Linked DNA regions of Mus musculus: region 1 is linked to region 2. A link is a contact called in public promoter capture Hi-C data. All regions are on one chromosome and are shown on one strand. Each heading gives the region's core, a stretch centred on a gene start, on an enhancer-like site or on the middle of the called end of the contact. The rest is flanking DNA. Distances are from core to core; before and after follow the strand shown. Region 1 holds the start of Fip1l1 (FIP1 like 1 (S. cerevisiae)). Region 2 holds the start of Dhx15 (DEAH (Asp-Glu-Ala-His) box polypeptide 15).

The links. Promoter capture Hi-C pulls out the DNA fragments that hold promoters and counts their contacts.
Region 1: a promoter capture Hi-C map of pre-B cells shows a contact between it and region 2. The contact joins the promoter of Fip1l1 here to the promoter of Dhx15 in region 2. A contact is called at or near these places in 1 of 39 promoter capture datasets (pre-B cells) and 1 of 484 Hi-C or Micro-C datasets (CD4 T cells).

The regions. Positions count from the first base shown.
Region 1 is chr5:74,533,952-74,537,445 of GRCm38.p6, reverse strand. Fip1l1 (FIP1 like 1 (S. cerevisiae)) reads right to left here and starts at 1,955. Exons shown (of 18, transcript NM_001159573.2): 1 at 1,685-1,955; 2 at 601-645; 3 at 465-504. The coding sequence starts at 1,766.
Region 2 is chr5:52,187,997-52,191,916 of GRCm38.p6, reverse strand. Dhx15 (DEAH (Asp-Glu-Ala-His) box polypeptide 15) reads left to right here and starts at 1,371. Exons shown (of 14, transcript NM_007839.3): 1 at 1,371-1,637. The coding sequence starts at 1,567. 9230114K14Rik (RIKEN cDNA 9230114K14 gene) reads right to left here and starts at 1,236. Exons shown (of 4, transcript NR_015537.2): 1 at 980-1,236.

The DNA.
Region 1 (3,494 bases), core at 706-3,205, about 22 Mb before region 2:
TTAATTCTTACAGTAAATTATTTTTTTTCTTAGTAATTTAACAACTACACTCAGCCAGATAAAGTTGCTCTTGCCTTTAATCTCAGCACGTGGGAGGCAGAGGCAGGTGGATCTTCTTGCCAGCCCGCTCTACAAGGTGAGTTCCAGAACAGCCAGGGCTATGCACACTACACAGAGAACGTTGTCTTGAAAAACAAAACAAAACAAAAACCCAACTATGTTGTGTACACCTCTAAGCTCAATTAAGGGTGAAAGTTACTCTACAGTGAAAAGTTGGCAAGTACCTAATAACTCAAAAAATTGTCCTATACGTTACTAGAAAACAGGACAGGATTGGTCCACAAGTAGAAACAGTCCTTCAACTTTGGTCAAAATGCAATTTCGCCAAGGATTATGATCAAACAGTAGACAACTTGCTAGAATCGCAATCTGTGTAAGACATCAACAGGAGAGAGTTCACCAACCTGGCATTTTCTTCTTCTGGCCTTTCAACTTCATTCTCATCTACCAAATAAAATAAAATAAAATAAAGTAAATAAAGAAACCAAGCTTAAGCAACAAGTAGTATAGAAATCTGAAGGGAAGATCACAAGCACTAACCTAGATCCTTTGCCAAGTCACTGTGCACATGCACGTCCCACGGGCCTACAAGCATAGCCAAAGTTAGATCACTTCATAAGCAAGACACATCTCTTATGGAAAGAAATACAAGGGGATTTACACATCATGCTAAGAGAAACCCCACACATTTCACATTTTAAGGGTAGTACCGATGCTGTCTTTCCACTAAAGAAATAATCAATTTTACAAGTTTATCGGAGTTTCATTACTAAAAGGCTGCTTAAGACGCTAACGTTCACTTTTATATAATCTATGAAATTTATGTCAAGAATGTATGCTCTAGGAAAGAACAAAATACTTTCAAATCTGGTATAACAGCCAAGGGGGATTACGACTTAAAGTTAAAACTCAGACATCAGACATGTCCCCTACAAAAACAAAGTACATGACGCATTAAATTTGGGGACACAAACACAAAACACCGAATACAAGCCTATGGGAAGAGTCACGAGATACAACTATGACGTGGACTATACAGGGCTCTTTAAAAAGCAAAAAACAAAAAATAAAAACAAAAACAAAACACTTCACCTTAATACAGGCCACAATTCAGGGTTTTCTTTATGGACCACAGTGTATTTCATCTGTTTCTTTTAATTAATACTTTTAAAGCACGACTTTCAGACAAGGAGGTACCCTTGCAGGTGCATCCCATACAAACTGACCATCAAGAAACAAGACGTTAGTTTCATTGCACTGACTTTATTTAGCTGCTATTACAGAATGACGGTTTCTGAAAGAAAGGGACGAGGAGGGGCACCCCATAGCCACTGAGCAAGAGAGACACCAAAGCGGCTCAGAATCGATAAAGAGCATGAATAGAGAGCGCAGAAGCGAGGAGGCCCGGGCGGTGCGGAGGAGGGCGACGCAGGGCTGCCCGGCCTCCTTGGCCCGCGTCCACCGCGCGGTGAGTGCCTGCGGGTCCGGGCGAAGGCCGGGAGCAGGCCGCACTCGGCCTAACCAAGGCCGGTTAGGGCCAATACGAGAGGCCTCGGACGCCTGGGCCTGAAACGCTGGGAGGAAGGCCAGAGAGAACCGGGGAGACAGACAGGAAGTTCCGTACCGCCATACAGCCACTCTTCCTCCTCATCCCCTCCGGTCCCGCCGCTCAGCTCCACCAGGCGCTCCACCTCGCCGGCCGACATGGCCGCCCCACGCACAAGTTAAAGGCGGCGGCCAACAGCTCTCTCAACCCCTTTTTCCAGCCTCGCCGTCCCAGGGCGCGAGAATGGGAGGGAAGCCGCCGGTAAGCGAACGAAGAGCGCGAGACTCAAATCTGGGGCCAACCTCGGTGGAGGCGGCGACCCTGAAGAGTCAGCGACCGATCCGTCTGCGCATGCGCCGCAGGCACCCAAGCGGCGCGGCGTCTCTAGGTGGTTACGCTTCCGCGGCGGCGGGCACCTGGGCCTCTCATTGCGCAAGCGCCGCGCGATTGGCTCCTCCCCCTCCCCGCCCCACCCCAAGGATTCTAGCTTAGCTTCTCAAGAGTGGCTTTCTCTGGGGCTTCTGGTCTTCTTTGAAGTTCCCTTCCCCCAACCTTCCTCCCACTCCCCAGTTCCCTTTGCTACACCATTGTTCTTTTCTGTCCCTGTTGCCTTTCTCCCTCCACTAGTCTATTTTAAAATCCTGAAGGCCAGCATCCCGCACGGGTTTGACTGAACCACAATTGTCAATTCGTCGAAATTTTAACAACCAACAAAAGAAAAATTTAATATATAAAGGATGCGTTCTCTTTGTTTAAAAAATTATTAGTATTGGGCATAGTGGCACTTGGTAGGCAGAGACAAGTCACCCTGGTCTACATAGTGAGTTCCAGGATAGCCTGGGCTATACAGGGAGACTCTGTGGCCGGAAAGTTTTATTTAAGTTACTTAAACTGGTCATCTGAGTGGAGGGAACCTTGGTTGTGAAAATACCTCCATAAGATCGGGCTGTAGACAAACCTGCAGGGCATTTTCTTAATTAGTGATTGATGAGGAGGGTCGAGCGTTAGACTTTATCTGTATCACTTGATTCCTCGTTACCTGAGTAGATCACGAGGGTTTTAATTCTTCTTAGTTTTGAACTCTTGTTTGCTATGCCCTGTTCCCCTGTAGGAAATTCTTAAATTGTTTCAACTTCTGTGTACAATTTCCTCGTAAAAATCTTCCCTGAATTCAACAAATATGTATGAAAGTCTACCCAAGTACTAGGAACTCTTCAAGACTATATAGATTGGCGGTTAAAAAAAAAATCCTTTCTTTCATGAAGCCTTTATTCTAATGGAAGATGATAGACACATCATGTTGATAAGGATTTAAAAATAATAGTAGCTGTAAAAAGACCCACGGCCAAGTGATTAAAAGGGAGGTATAATCTAATATCACGTGGTAATTAATTAATTAATTAAAATAAGTAGATCCCTTAATGGAGAAGGGCTGTAAGCTCTGTGGGTTTCTGCATGGGGGCTACTTGACAAGGAGATTAGGAACATGCAAAAGGCCCAGAGACAGAGAAGTTCCAGGCACCCAACTGCATTTGGAGTAGAGTGAAAGGCAAATGTAGATAAACTGAGTATGCAGATGGGGTGAGCAGGGTTGGGGTGAGGGGAGTAGAGCAGAGCTAAACTCTCTTTTAGACCACAAGTCTTATTGACTACATAGCCACTTTCCCCAGAATCTTCACTAGGCCAAATCTGCCTTCGTCTTGTTTAACTTTCACTTCCATCTGTTGTATGGTGCACCATATCCTTTTGGCCTTTGATACTATCTGCTTGAGAGTACCGTGGGCAGTTACCACCACCACACCGTGGTTAGCTCCATTCTCACTGTTAAGTGCATCTAAAGTAAAATTGGGTGGTTTCATGAGAGAGTTGATTGTCTTTTGCAGAGTGA
Region 2 (3,920 bases), core at 122-2,621:
GGGGGGGGGAGGAGGGGGGAGAGGGAAGGAGTGAGGGAGGGAGAAAGACAGAGAGAGTCACTATATAGTTCTGGCTGTCCTGGAACTCACTACGTAAAACAAACTGACTCTGAACTCATAGAAATCTGCTTGGCTCTGCCCTCAGGAGTGCTGGGATTAAAGGTACTCACTACCATATCTAGCCTAACAGGTTGTCAATGTACATTTAGACAGTTGTGTTGGATATTGTGAAAGTTACAATATCATCTGTTGTGTTTCTGTTGTATTTAATCTTAGAGATTATCCTTCTGAGAATTTTCGAGGGACTAGAGCCAAGGAGCAGCAAAGGAGAGTCTTGACATGAAGTGATACCCTGTATTTGGGCTGATCCTTAGACCTCTTTCGCCCACACTTCTGGAAATGAATGTAATTGAGTATGCACAATGGCTGAAGGGAGAAAGATACACAACCTCTTAAGTGTCACCTTGCCTCAACAACTTGCCATTACAGTGGAGTCTTAATGGATGAGCTATTTGTTGATTTCCTTCAGTCCAGGTAACCATGTCTATAAAATGTCTTTCAGGGTTCACTCTACTAAGGAGCACAGCAACTAGGCATGCTGGGGCACGCCTTTAGTCCCAGCACTGGGAGGCAGAGACAGCCTAACCTCTGAATTCCAGGCTAGCCTCTTCTACAGAGCTTGTTTGTGGACAGCCAGAGCCACACAGAGAAACCCTGTCTCAAAAAACCAAACCAAACCAAACCAAACGAGGACAGAGATAGGGCTAATGTCTCTGAGTGCCTAATATGCACTCATATACACACAAACGGAGCAAGATTAGGGCAGAGGATTGGAGGCAAAATACAGTGCCCAGTGCGATTACCTCCAATTTTCTGAACCCTATACAAAACACCTATACCTTGAACAAATAGATGTTATCTGTTCTGGGGTGAATGGACAAAACGAGTCACAGTAATTAAAGTTAACATTTTTTCTCACCGCTACAGGGCATCTGGCGCAACAACTGCAAATTCTCGTTCTGGAGTTATAAATTGTGTCCTGCTTTGCCACTTGCCAGCTGTGTGATCTTGTTTTTCTTATCCTTCCTGAGCTTCATACCCTAAAAGCAAAAAGTATATACACAGCTGGATAGATTTCCTAAACAGGACTAGGCTTTTTCAACTTTCCCAACGAACTCCAGGCGGCAAGTGACAGCTTGAGGCGCGTTTCGGTCCTTAGCAGCAGCTCAGATCAGCTCTCAGAGAGACGCGAGGGGAAAGGGAGGAGCCCGCGGGAACTCAGAGCCATTTCAGCCAATCGCACAGCGGGCGGGACGGGAGTTCCCGCCTCCGGACGGCGTGCGCGCGCACCACGCCGGCACGCCCGCCGCGGAGGCGCGCACGCAGGCCCTGCCCTCGTCGCGGCCGCCATTTTAGCTCCTGGTTCGGGCCGCACGGAGCGGGCTGTGGTGGCGGGAGGGGTGGGGGTCCCCGCGAGTTGAGCCGCGGGCCTCTTGTGCGTGGATCCGGCTGCCGGAGTCTCTCTTCTTCCCTCCTTCCTAAGCGTCCGCTTCTGGGAGTGCGAGGATGTCCAAGAGGCATCGGTTGGACCTGGGGGAGGATTACCCCTCCGGCAAGAAGCGTGCGGGGACCGATGGGTAAGCCAGGCCGGGGCGCGCAGTCGCGGCTCGGGCTTTGTTGGATGGTGGCGGGGAGCAGGCCCGGCTGCCGAGCCTTTGTCTGCCGTCGGCCGGCTGGGGCGCGTGCCGAGTGTGTGCGGCCGGGGCGAGCGGCCTGTGGCGGCCACGAGGCCGCGGAACGGCGGGCGTGCGGAGCGGGCCGCGAGGCCTCGGTGCTCGCGTGAGGCCCGCAGCCGGAACCGGATGGCCAAGGGCACTGCCCCCGTGGGCGGCGGCGGGCGCTGTCTGTTTTGGGGGAGGATAGAGGCGAGCCGACCTCGGGGCGCACTGTTTGGCGGGAGACGAAGGGCCTTCTTCCATTGAGGCACTTCAGGAGAGGCCGTTGCCAACTTCCGCCCTCTGCCTGCCCTCCCGCCATCTCCTTTATTTCCTGCTTTGCTTAAAAGCCGGCTTTGCTTTTAAGTAGCATCACTGGGGTAGGCCTGTGAAAACACGTATTTCCCCCTCCGCTCTGGAAGTTATTTCTATCTCCTCCCCACTTTGGACGCACTTTTCAAAAAAGTGATCTTAAGCGTGTTTGAACAAACAACACCCACGTGCAGATTGAGAAAGGCTTACACCGATTCCTGGTCTGGCATTTTAGTTCCTTTTCTTAGACTTTTCGCAAAGACAGGGCATTTAGCAAGTAAGCAGTTGTATTATCATTTTCCAGTCTTTTCTTTCACAGTTCATACTTAAAATGTACTTTTGTTTATATTCCTACCCTCCCATTTTAATTAGTTGTATGTTTATGCTTCGGCAGTACAGGGATCTGTTGGGTTAATTAAAAAATATATCCACGGAAGTCCAAATGTCCAAAACAGTTGTAGGATTTTATCATTTTCTTATGTCTTGTGACACCGACTCGCTGTCAAGTCAGATGTGTGGTCTCTTGAGTTTTTGTTAACGGAAAGTCCTTTGGGATTGATTTCTAACTACCAGTGTGAGAATAGGTCAGGATAGGATGCGTTCTGTCGCTCTCCTTAGGTTGAAATATTGAATACGGAAAGCAGGTTTGTTATGTTTTGATTGTGTAGGTTTTTTTTTTTAAAGCTTATAACACTAAGCATTGTAATAATAAAACATCCCAAGACAGCTGTTCTCTCAAGCAAACATTCCAAATGTTAGTAATTGAGCTCCATCAGTTCTTAGGTAGAAACAGCTCATGAATATTCTCCAAGGGAGAGCAAAGTTGCAGTGAGCTTTTTCCATAGATTATAGTGGTATGTAGAATTCTCCTTTTCTCAACAGGAAACTTAGTACTGTAGTTAGGCATCACAACCTGTCATAAATGGCATTTATATTGGATTGATAAAGTGGGGAACTTCTGTGAAGTTAAAGTTAATGTCACATTTGGCTAAGATGCAACTAATTTCTCTCCTTATAGAGGTCACATTGGGATGAACACTGAGTTTGTGCAAGCAGAGTTTTTTTGTGTGTATGTTCACGACTCAATGCTTTTATTGCAATTGGGGCTCCACATTACAGTGATTATGGTCATTTCTCTTGCAAAACATACAACATTGGCAAAATGGACTTTGCGTATATCGCGGGTAGCTTCATGTTTCCTCTGAATATTTCATATTTGTCACTAAGTACAGGAGAGTCCTTGATTTCTAGAGATTCTGCAAGGCAGTTTTTGCAGTTTCCTAAGTTTTTTGAGTACCTTTTCTTATAGAACTGGTTTTCTTTAGCAATACAGTATTTGTGCTTGGTATTTTTTTTTTTTTCCTTACTTGATTTGAAGGCACTTTTGACTGCCAGGGACTCTTTGCTTCCCTCCCTCCCCCTCTTTGCTCTTGTTTAGTGTATTTGACAGCATAGGCTTGTTCATTTTGTCACCCCAGCTGTCACCAGACCTTGCTGTCTCCATTCCAGCACGTGTGGGTGGGGGTGGGGGTGGAGGGGCGGCCAGGAGAAGAAACCACGGAGTCAGTTACCTCCTCTTGACCATGATGGCCTCAGGGGTCAACCCAGTTTTTCAGTCTGAGCCATCTCACCAGCTCCCAAGAAATCTGGGAAGGACATTTTTATCCTAATGGTTCTTAATATTCCTGATAAGAATTTGTAATTATGTGTTTCACTACAATCCCGTGGTAGCTGAAATTAAATAATAAGATGATAAGATGCAAAGGGCAAGAAATTTTCACACATAAATGTATAAAGAAAAAAGCAGTAAGCTACTACAAATCATTATTTCCATCTTTGGAGTCCATACTTATTCCTAAATACAAAATGTAATATCAGTGAGCTCTTGGGATT